2 separate regions of the Sus scrofa genome follow, and region 1 is linked to region 2. A link is a contact called in public Hi-C data. All regions are on one chromosome and are shown on one strand. The core of a region is the stretch at or near the end of the contact, and the rest is flanking DNA. Distances in the headings are between cores, read along the strand shown.

Region 1 (6,141 bases), core at 3,616-6,115, 48 kb after region 2:
ATACCTGATTGATTCCGTTAGGCATTTTAACTGTTTAACCTTTATATAGGCCCTGTATAAATAGGGCTAAACAACAAGATAAATCAAGTTTTCGTTAATTTTGTTACCTCTGTGTTATTTAGTACTGTGCCCCGGTTTTGTGATGGCATAGAGTACTAAAAACACACATCTGGCTGGAAAAATCCAAACAGAATAACGAACAGGAAAATTTCAGGTCTGTAACAGCAAGTCCTAGTTTGATGACTGTCTCCACGACGGAGATGAATTCAAAGTAAATCATATGGTGTGTTTTTTATATCTGGTGAATCAATTTGAAAGTTACATAATTTGAAAGGAGTCCCTTGAAAATAGAATAACAATGACCGATGACTTTTTGGACCGGGTGTATGTATGCTCAGGATTAACCAACAAATGAAAATTGAAGCTTTGTGGAAAACTGGTGTAATCACATCACCCACTCTATTCAGACTCTACCAGTTGTGATACTTCCTCTGGAAGGTTTTCTGGCTTTTTGTGGGAATAGAATGCAGACCTTTATTTATAATGGGGAGAGTTTAAAATATAGATTTCTTATCATATAAATGATTTCCAGAAAGTCACATATACATTAAAAACTTCAGAAAAATAATAGATTTTGTTTGCATACTGGTGGGCCCTTGACCGAATTTTGCAAAGAAGGCTGTCTTGTTTCTGTTTTAACACATACTTAGGTGTACAAGCATGGCAAAATAGAGTTCCCATGAAACCGCTTTTGAGCTCTGGATGGGTTTAGACTTTTGTGGGTTTTCTCTTTTCTTCCCTCTTTTGTTTGCATTTTCTGAGGTTTTTTGTTTGTTTGTTTTTGTTTTCTTTATTAAAATCAGTAACAAAAGTTCAAAAGTTGCCATTAGAATAATTTGCTGGAAATTCATTTCTTCATGAGTTACATTATCTGAAAAGTGTTTGTATGTGCCAAGAAAATAAATGTCAAGATATTACTATCCACAAAGCTTTTTTTTTCCTTTTTAGGCCATACTTGCGGCATATGAAAGTTCCCAAGCCACATCTGCAACTTACAGCTGTGGCAACATAGAATCCTTAACCCCCTCTGCAGGGCCGGGGATCAAACCAGCAACACCACAGAGACAACCCACTTTGCCACAGCAGAAACTCCCCACAAAGTTTTTCTGCGTATCTTGCTGAAGGTCTACAGCAAGGAAAAGTAGATGAGATCAATTTTATTCTTTCTTTTGTTTTGTTTTTTTTTCCTTCTTTAAGACTTTCTCACCTAGAGAAAAATGAGTGTTCACAAGGTTAATTTAAGTATATTTAAGTCCAAATGTTGCCTGAAAAATAGTAACTGTAATACTTTGCACATAATCATCACCTAATGGCAGGTGGAGAACTTCACCCACTCACTATGGTTGAAATGAGCATCCTTAGCCAGGTGCACAAGGTTTTCAGAATTTAATGGCTTTTAGAAAGTGGCATTTAAGTTATTTCCTAAGCCAACTATAAAAAGACCTTGAACTGAGATGCGGGTTATTCCTCCCTCCCTTTCTCATGTATGTACCTTAAATTAACCCTAAAAGTCAGAATGGACTCTTACTTCTGTCTGCTGCTTGAAAATAATTTGAGGGTTGAGGCTGTGGAATGGTATTGCTATTTTCCTTTAATGCATGTTAAGAGTGAAAGCTGTAATTTCAATTAACACTTAATAACTGTATTTTAAATAGGTTAACTTTTTGATTTATTCAGATCATATTTGTTCATGATAGTTTTGCTTAATACATTGCTATAAAAATTTTTTTTTTGTCTTTTTAGGGCAGCACCTGGGCATATGGAAGTTCCCTGTCTAGGAGTAGAATTAGAGCTGTAGCTGTGGACCTACACCACAGCCACAGCAACTCAAGATCCAGGCCTCATCTTTGACCTACACTATAGCTCACGGCAACGCTGGAGCCTTTAACACTCTGAGTGAGGCCAGGGATCCAACCTGCGTCCTTATGGATACTAGTTGGATTCGTTACCACTGAGCCACAGTGAGAACTCCAGCTATAAAACCTTTTAACTTCTCTATTTTCAACTGTTCCTAGTCTCTTATGAGAAACAATCTCCCATCCCACAACCAAAAACTCTTAAAGCATGTGACACAGGAGTTTCCATTGTGGCTCAGCAGGTTAAAAACCTGACTAGTATCCACAAGGATGCGAGTTCAGTCCCTGGCCTTGCTCAGTGGGTTAAGGATCCAGAATTGCCTCAAGCTACGGCATAGGTCACAGACATGACTTGGATCTGCTGTTGCCATGGCTGTTGCTTAGACCAGCAGCTGCAGCTCAGGTGTAGTCCCTAAAAAGGGAAAGAAAGGAAGGAAGGAAGGAAGAAAGGAAAGAAAAGAAAGAAAAAAGGAAAAGTATATAACACAAGATCACCTTGAAAAATTAATCTGCATTAGCCCAAGACAATCTTTGAAAATTATATATCATGTAAATATATTCTCTATCAGCTAAAAGTGGCTCAGTGGTTTATGAACCTGACTAGGATCCATGAGAATGTGGGTTTGATCCCTGTCCATGCTCAGTGGGTTAAGGACCTGGCGTTGCCCTGAGCTGTGGTGTAGGTCACACATAAGCCTCAGGTCTGGCATTGCTGTGGCTGGAGTGTAGGCCAGCCGCTGCAGCTCCGATTCAACCCCTAGCCTAGGAACTTCCATGTGCCACATATGCGGCCCTAAAAAAGCAAAAAAAAAAAAAAAAAAATTTTGTTTTCCAGTCATTTTGAAAAGTATCTAGAATGATTGTTGCCAGTCCTTTCCTCATTCCCCTCACAAAGTAGCACCTTTCGAACTTTGGGTCTTAGATCTTAATTTTTTCTTTAATGGCTTGATCCTGGAGCCCAAGAATGATTTGAGGAAAACTGTAAGCCACATTTCTGCTTAACTCTAGTCTGAAGTTACAGTCTAAAGAAAGAATAGTACACACATAATGGAATACAACTTTTGAAGGACATCAGAAAGCATATTTTCAAAGAACTTCTTGTACAACCCAGCTATTCAACTAAGCATACAGTCATTTCAGCCTCTCTAAATAAGTTTTTTTTTAACCTGCAAAAAAAAAAAAAAAAAAAAAAAAAAAGGGAGTTCCTGTTGTGGCTCAGTGGGTTAAGAATCCGACTAGTATCCACGAGGATGTGGGTTCGATCCCTGGCCTGGCTCAGTGGGTTAAGAATCCGACTAGTATCCACGAGGATGTGGGTTCGATCCCTGGCCTGGCTCAGTGGGTTAAGGGTCCGGCGTTGCCGTGAGCTGTGGTGTAGGTTACAGACGAGGCTCAGATCCGGCGTTGCTGTGGCTGTGGTGTAGGCCGGCAGCTGCAGTTCCGTTTCAACCCCTAGCCTGGGATCTTCCATATGCCATGGGTGCAGCCATAACAAGAAAAAGGGGGAAAAAAAAAAAAAAATGGCTTGACTGTGACCATCCTTGGGGCATTTAAATAATGTCGTAAGGTATTGTTATTAAGGGTAAATGATTCAATTTCTGACGGAAAGTTCTTATAAATCTGCAGTCTTCAAAGCCAGTCTTTTTGTACATTTATATTATTGGATTTTTTTTTAATATTCGTATAGTTTATTTCAAGAGTAAGATGAGCTATTTTCATTCTGCACTACCCAAAGAAAATCTCTTTTTTTAAAGAGAAGGTTTGTACTGTGGTTGCTCCTTTGTAGAAGAGTCATTCATTATGATAAACAGCAACAGAGCTCAGAGACGGTTCTTTTCTGGCTTAACCCTACAAATGTAAGGCCACTTAAAAATCTGTGAGAGGGAGGGAGACTATAGGTTAAGAGACTGCCCTTCTCCGCCTTTGATGTTCGTCCTGCAAGTCTTCTGAATCATCAGTCATCCATTGCTTCTACTACATGTAACTATATCTATAAGTGTTCATTAAAGGACTTTATTTTAAACAACTTCACCCCACACTGATCTCTCTTTTCTCCCTTCAGTTTCTTTGGAATACATCTTCTCTATCGAAAAATTGAGAAATTTATCACTGATTTATAAATTCTTTTGTTTGAAAATCAATTTGTGTGTGTGTGTGTGTGTGTGTGTGTGTGTGTGTGTGTGTTGAATCCCCAGAACTATTTTAAGTTCTCGTGGATATAGATGATTTCTTGCAGTTTTTTTCCTTTTCTCATAGCACAGATTACAGTGTTGGATACAAAATAAAGACTCCATTAAAGGTTTAGTGGTTGACAATTAAAAGGATCAAAGAAAAGTGTCAGCCAGGAGTTATGTATTTGTTAACCTCTGGCAAATATAGTAGCAAAAAATTTCTCTTCCTCTACTCCTGCTTTTTTGTTGCAGAAAACAGCTACTGAACTGTTCTAGAAAAAAGGAGTTGAAGTGAATCGAACACTTTAAAAGGAGAACCTTAGGCATTGTTGCAAATACATAAAATACTTTTTTTGCTGGCCCTAGGAAAAAGATTTACCCTTCCGCCCTATTATGACAGATAAAAATGTATAGAAAATAGAGATGTTTGGTTTTCTAAGTTGCCCCAAGTTACCATTTTTAAAAAATGCCTGCAAGCATTTCTAAAACAGGAACCTGGTAGCTGCAGTTGCCAAACCGGTTTAACAGTACTGCCCCCACATATTCTAGGTGAGAGGGAGCTCTGAGTACATAACTTATCAGATCACTATCCCAGTCATCTCAGAACAAGTTGTTTAGTAATGTACTGTAGTTTCTGTGCAAACCATCTACCATAAACCACGAAGTGATTCAAGGTTCATAGTTCCTTCTTTGTTCCTTTGTTAATCACTGACTTCTGACTAGTGGGAGGTGCCTCCCAAATTTGCTAATGCATTCTTTTTGGATAAGGATGACGCACAGATTGTCCTAATAAGGACTTGGATTGAGAAAGGACCGCCCCCTCTGAGAAGATGGGACAAGTCAGAGAGAGGGCGGGCAGTTTCTTTTTCAACCAGGGATGACACAAGCATAAGTCATTTCCTTATTAATCGGTTCAAACCAGTTCTTACAGGAACTGGTGGTGATAAATGTGAGACTTCTCAGAAGTCATTCATTTTATTCTTTGTACCACACCAGTGTGCAGCATCAGCTGAGCTGGCCTCACTCTGAGAACTAACTCTTCCACCAGAAGGGACTCTCTCAGCAGCTCCTATTTTCTTAAACATGTTGGTGGGAGAGATTTTCCTCCTTTATGAGGTTGTTCAAGGATGAATTTTTATCCATTGGAAAGAGTTCACAGGATTTCCACCAGCTCTGCTGATTGTTGTATTTTTTTTTTTTTTTTTAACTCTTACTCTCTAATCCCTGCTTTTTGACTTGAGGCGGTAAGTGGATAGATTTTTCTTTAACATTTTTCGTGCTTTTCTCCCCCAAATGTTTCTTTTTCCTTGGGTCCTTGTACCCTGCTTCCAGTGCTGTCCCGGGCATAGGTCCGTCTCTGCAGAAGCCATTCCAGGAATACCTGGAGGCCCAGCGACAGAAGCTTCACCACAAAAGCGAGATGGGCACTTTGCAGGTGAGACTCTCCTTCGTTTTCCTCTCTTCCCCACCCCCAGGGTTTTAGGCTGAAGTCTTATTCACAGCGCTCACGGGCATTTTTAGGCAAATAGAGTGAGGTTGTTTGTCGGTCTTAATGGAAGTTGGAGGCTCCATTTACTCTCTGCTGGCAAATTGGTCTTTGTCTAAATCAGAAAATGTAACTTCTATTTTGTACGTCTTCTAAAAACAAGCATTGAACTAATAGAAAATGGTGGATCTGTTAACAGAGAATAAGTTATTGCCTTGATCTTAAATGATTTATAAGTATACTTTCCAGGTGGATTTAAAAAGTTAAAACTATTGGACTTACTGAGTTCATTTGAATATCATCCCTGATTTTCTATTTTTCTTTTCATAGATGGGAAAATAATCTTTTTTAAAAATATATAAACCAAAGCTATTAACCTAGCTGTATTTAAAAACGTTAAACTAAGCCTGCCTTTTCTGTAAACAGTTCTGTGGCAAAGGGAAATGCCTAGAAGAGGATGAGTAAGCAATAACCTGAAATGGGAAACTCGAAGGAAGCAGTTCTGTGTGTGTGTATTTTCTCTTTTTTTTTTTTTTTTTTTTTTTTTTGATGGCCTTACATTCTTTGG
Region 2 (5,779 bases), core at 1,226-3,725:
GAGAGCACATAAATAGTTTGGCAGTCGTTTTCTTTTGTCTTTTCAAATGTTGTCTGGAATCAGTTTATTGACAACTTCTATCAAGTCATTTGTGTGTTTCTAATGGGTTATGATTTCCATCATCTTATGGATTTGGCAGACCTGTTGGTGCTAAATAGCTGGTCTTCCGAATCTGATTGTTATGTTTTTTTGGTAAAACCAACACAGAATAGACGAAGCTAATAACCACCACTAGTCTTGATATTAACATGAGCTTCAGGAGTTCCCGTTGTGGCGCAGTGGTTAACGAATCCGACTAGAAACCATGAGGTTGCGGGTTCGGTCCCTGGCCTTGCTCAGTGGGTTAACGATCCGGCGTTGCCGTGACCTGTGGTGTAGGTTGCAAACACGGTTCGGATCCTGTGTTGCTGTGGCTCTGGCGTAGGCCGGTGGCTACAGCTCTGATTGGACCCCTAACCTGGGAACCTCCATATGCCGCGGCAGCGGCCCAAGAAATAGCAAAAAAAAGACCAAAAAAAAAATGAGCTTCAGTCGTGGCTGCCATTTTTTTGACCACAGAGCACATTTTGTCACAGGTAAGATCCATGTCATGGAAATTAATCAGGCAGTTTTTGCCTGTACATCCTTAGTAATTAGCTCGAATTTTCTAAATGCAGCTTCATCATTCTGCAGATAAGCAAAACTCACTTCAAAAACATGACCTTTGAGGCCATCAAATGCAATCTTGGTTCCTGGAGTTCTCGTGACTAGTTTTTCCAACATTTTTTATATTGAACATGACTGGTGTTTTCACATCATACCAGTCTTTCTAAGGCTCAACCACTTTCCTCTAGGTTCCCTTTTTGCTGCCTTTCATAAAATGCTTGTTCTTGCAGACTGAGCATGTTGCTCCTCAGCCAAAAGAAAATATTCAGTCTACTCCACTGCAAAATAAAATACAAAATACAGTGAACACAGAAATCATCTTACATAAAAAGACTGAACCGTATTGCATCTTTGAGTTTAATAATCACCTGATTGTAAAGCGCTGAAAGCAAGGGTTGGAGATAATACAGAAGACATCAAGTTAAATGACTTAAAATTTTTAATTCATATTAAGTAAAAAAAATGTAAAGTTCTATATGTTAGGAAAAAATTAAGGTTATTGTGGTGACTTGTATATTCTGCAAGGTGCATAACCAAAGAAAAAGAATTAAAGGCATCAGGAATAAAAGAGTTTGAAAAATAATGTGTTGTTTGATGTGTCCTAAAAGATTAGGGTAGCCAGTATTATTGAAATAATGGGGAATGGGAGCATGGGGGTGTTGTAGTATTTTTGTGTTTAAAACTTACACAATAGAGTAGGAATGTTGTACGTATTTACTTAGAAGAATATGGTTTGAATAAGTTTGCTTTCCTAAACAACATCTGTCCAAGTGACCTAGCTACTTGGATTCTTTTTCACAAAATATCAGGTTGCTCTCTGTATGAATGAAATTTACTGTTTATTATTATTCCTATCAATATAGAAAATTGAGAATTAAGTTAGAAATAAGAAATTTTAATTTCTTAAAACTTCATCTTTTAAAAGAATACAGTATTTTCCTCCATATTTATAGTGGTTAGCTTGTCTTTCTCTTGGATATAATTCATGAGTCTGTGCATCATCTTAGATTAAGTAGTTCCTCAAAGGCTTAGTTTCTGGATTTAATCTTAAGGGAGCATTTCTAAGCTTATGTTTAGGACTGCAGTATTTAAATTAATTAATACTTGGCTACTTAGTCTGGCTTAATGAAACTAAGTCCCCAAATTAAGTTAAATACTCATTTTACTAGTTTGTATTAAATATATTTAATGTAGTTTTTTGAATACTGAGTAGTATCTTTTTTAAATTGAAGTACAGTTCATTTACAGTGTTTGAGATGTATAGCGAAGTGATTCAGTTTTTTATATCTGTAACTTTGTATGTTCTTTTTCATATTCTTTTCTATTATAGGTTATTATAAGATATTAATATAGTGTAATTCTTATTCTTATGGCCAGTGCATTTTCTTTTCATGCAGAATAGATTACCCCGTGAACATCCTCCCAGGGTGATAATCGAAGATGTTTTCTTTTTTTACATTCTTCTGATTATGGTAGAATATATATTTGATCGTTTGAGTTTAGAGACAATGGGAAAGCATTTAATAATGGTTATTTATATACTCCTGAAAGTGCTTGAACATTCCTTTGATTCTCTTCTTTATCAAGGACATTTTCCTACGAAGTTATGTGTAGTTACGCCCATCATGTCAGTGCCTGCTGGTTTTCACCCCTGTGAAGTATCTGTTCTTTTATATACAGAGATTTATGAAAGAATTCATGGTGTGGATGATCAGAAACCCAACAGGACTTATTTTCATATAATTTAGTGCCAGTTGAACACTCCGGGTGTCAGTTGTTGCTGGGACCTGTTTTTGACTCTGTTGAACCTTTACTGGCTGTGGTTTGTCTGGCCATCACATGACTTCTCTGAAAATTCCCCCTCCCCTTCATTTCCAGTAAACTGTTTGAGTAGGAGTGAGTCAGAGTGAAACCAGCTTCCCTGTAACCACAGGGCTTGTTAAAGAATTTGTCAACGTGGACTCTAGAGGGTTTGCATTAAGCTTTGCAGTAACTGCTATGGTTTGTGTTGCGTCAGGAGTTCCACCGAAAAGCTTCCTGCTCTCAAGCCCTCATGCTTGTTTGTGAAGGGTTAAACAGATAAATTACCATAATGAACCTTAGACACACATGTAAAACACATTCCTTTATCATTTAAAGGCCATGTCAAAGCTTCCAAGGTTAACTGTAGTTTCTCTTTTCAAAATCAACCAACCACACCCTACAACTTCGGGTTTTTGAAAAGGCAGGCCTGCTAGATCTTCTTTCAGAGCTGGCTCGTGATTTTACCACAAAGTACCATCAGGATTAAGCAATTTTAAGTGGTCTCTTTTGAAGGATTCTGTTGCAGGATATTGCAACTACTAACACAGTTAGCTTTGGTACACAAAGGTCACTACTTGCATTTGGTTCACCAAGAAAAGGTAGCACTTAAAATACTCCTGTAGTTGGAGATTTATGGTGGAATTCTTAATGCCTCATTTTATTTGCTTTCTCAGGAAGGTTTTACTTTATTTTGAACCTTCTCTTGCCACTCCACTCCCAGACTTTTAATCTCTCTTCATTTTCTGACCCTTCTCTGTTTCTTTAACCCATTCTCATAATAGTATTAACTAAGTGAACAAGAAAGAGAGTTGCAATTTGATGTAAGCTGCTGGAAGAACGGCCACTGAAAAGCTTGTCTGCTCATTGTGTTTTTACCCAGTTCCTTTCTGTATTTAACCATGTCATCTCAGCCAGACATTTATTTTTTAAATAGATTTGATGAATACATTTAAATTCAGCCTCATAAAAATCATTTTTATTTTGCCTACCTTTTTTGTGTGAGGTAAATTAATTTAGGGAAAAGAACATGGCAGAAAATTTTGAGCTAGTTACCCCTCACAGGAACAAATACCACAGAATAGTGGAAGTTTAAACTTGTTTATGTTCTAGCAATGCTCACTAACTTTCAGTGATCAAATTAAAATACAAAAGAAGTATTTGTCTTGATGAAGAAGTGATTCTGATTGAAATTAGATGATTTAAAAATGAAAATAAGAGGTTAATACAATCATTTACAAGGCAGAATAACCAATAAATTAAGATTTTTGTTGTTAATTTGCTTTAGATATTAGAGAAAAATAGAGTTTTGTTTTATGTCTGCTTTGTTCTTTTCATCTGCACACCTGTTTACAGATATGAGGGGGAAATAGGGAATGGACAAGCATTGGGTTACCTTTGTTAAACTAACTTAAAGATTCTTTTTTTCAGGTTTATGTTTCAAACACCTTTTGTAAAATGCCTTGAGAAAGGCCCTTTTCATTGAAACTTGGACCTGTTATATGCTGTGCTTTTTTGCTCATGAGTTTGCAAATCTGTAACACACTTAAATACAAACCCACCCTCTGTTGTAACTGCTGAATGCTTCTGGGGGTCCTGGCCTCAGATCAGAGTTAATGCAAGATGGGCAGCAGAATAACTATTATGCTCATTTCCTATTACAAAAGGTGTTTTTGTTCCTAATTAGTCAAGGTTTTTGATTTGTCATAATAGATCTGTAGTTCTTTCTTGCTGAGTATTTAAGGAAATTTTTCTGGGTAGAATGTTCTTCTAATTTTCCTGTCTTGGGCTTTACAATGTAATAAGATGACCTTGTCCTGCTTCTAAATTTTTTTAGAGATACCAGGAAGTGGGCATGATAATTAATCCAATGCTCCCCTCAAAAGCTGGTGTGTACTGTAGATTTCTTTGTCCCCCTTTCCCTGATAGAGTTCTGCATCAATTAACTTACCAAAACGTGTAAAAATTCTTGAGGTAAAGACTCAGTAAGTTCATAGCCTTATTATTTAAAGCTTCGCTTCCATTTGTTTTAAATTTGCCTCTTTCATGTTACAAAGGGTGCCACCACCATTCTGGGTATTATAAGGTTTTTTTAAAACACTTCCCCTTTCCTCTTTTCATAACTTTATAGATTTTAGTGGGTTACCATTTTAACCTTTCTAGAGAAAATAATTATTCACTGTTTTTAACAGTGATTTTTATTTTTTTCCATTATAGTTGGTTTATAGTGTTCTGTCAATTTTCTACTGTACAGCAAAGTGACCCAGTCATAAACACACGCATATATAGATATATATATGTATGTATATATTCCCTTTCTCACATTATCCTCCATCATGCTCCATCACAAGGGACTAGGTGTAGTTCCCAGTGCTATACAGCAGGATCTCATTGTTTATCCATTCCTCATTTACTTTTTATATCTAATAGCTCCCAAACTCTTTGGTCACTCATTTTAGACCCCCTTCCCCCCCATGGGTCTTTATCTAATTCTTTTTTATTTTTTCTAACATGAAGTTTTCAGAACTGTACATGATTTCCCAGGGACAACTATATTACTATACTTTTCTTAAAAAGTGTACTATACTTTTTTTTTTTTTTTTTTCTGATTTCTTCAACTACAGTCCTGTTTGGCAATGCATTTTGCTGATGTTTCCAATAAAGTGTTTTACCTTAATAAACTGTTTGCTTGGGAGACCACTCTCAGTTCCCTTTCCTTTGTTCCTGACTTAAAACTTTTATAACCCACCATTTTATGTTTCAATGATTTTTCCCTAAATGTTTTATCTTATTGTTGTCTACTTTGAAATTCATCTGCCACTTACCTGTTTTTTCTGTCTCTTTCAAGTATTTACATAATCCTTAAGTTTATGGTCATCAGTTTGTCTCTTCCTACTTCAAAATTTTAATTTCAGCTGTAGCTTTGGATCATAAACTTTGTGCCTTTTTCCAGGACCATTTATAAACTTGTTAATAAGTGGGATGATGGGTTCTACCATAGGGAAGAATCCCACTATTTACATTTTTCATCGTAGAGACAATCCCATTTATCATTATTCTTTGTTTTCAGTCTCTTAAGTTTCCTGTCTCTGACAGTTTTGTAAATTCTATACTGACCTAGTTTTCATAGCTTTGCGTGTTTAAGTTCATCTTGGTCATTTTTCCTTTTTCTTTTTTTGTTTTGTTTTGTTTTGTTCACACACTGGTGTTATTGCTCTTTACATACACAGTAGATTGTCATATGCTTTTTAAAAAAATTCCTTTTTGAATCTGGAAATAAGTTCTTCATTAGTTACTTGTAACCAAAATACAGTCAATTATAAAATGCTGAAAA

The links. Hi-C and Micro-C count contacts between places; a contact is called where the count stands out from the background.
Region 1: a contact with region 2 is called in a Hi-C map of embryonic fibroblasts, with 3 times the contacts expected there. The contact joins two enhancer-like sites. A contact is called at or near these places in 17 of 47 Hi-C or Micro-C datasets (adipocytes, alveolar macrophages, blood and 9 more) and 2 of 2 datasets of contacts at active chromatin or transcription factors (alveolar macrophages and skeletal muscle).

The regions. Positions count from the first base shown.
Region 1 is chr12:36,056,941-36,063,081 of Sscrofa11.1, forward strand. No RefSeq gene overlaps it. Among named protein-coding and RNA genes, the nearest start is that of MIR21, 5.3 kb to the right of the region's middle. Within about 2 kb of position 4,866, at least 61 of the 83 cell types and tissues checked have an H3K27ac peak or open chromatin away from gene starts, as enhancers often do. A contact at or near this core is called in alveolar macrophages, embryonic fibroblasts, epiblast stem cells and 4 more, where this site is marked.
Region 2 is chr12:36,011,791-36,017,569 of Sscrofa11.1, forward strand. No RefSeq gene overlaps it. Among named protein-coding and RNA genes, the nearest start is that of MIR21, 51 kb to the right of the region's middle. Within about 2 kb of position 2,476, at least 58 of the 83 cell types and tissues checked have an H3K27ac peak or open chromatin away from gene starts, as enhancers often do. A contact at or near this core is called in alveolar macrophages, embryonic fibroblasts, epiblast stem cells and 4 more, where this site is marked.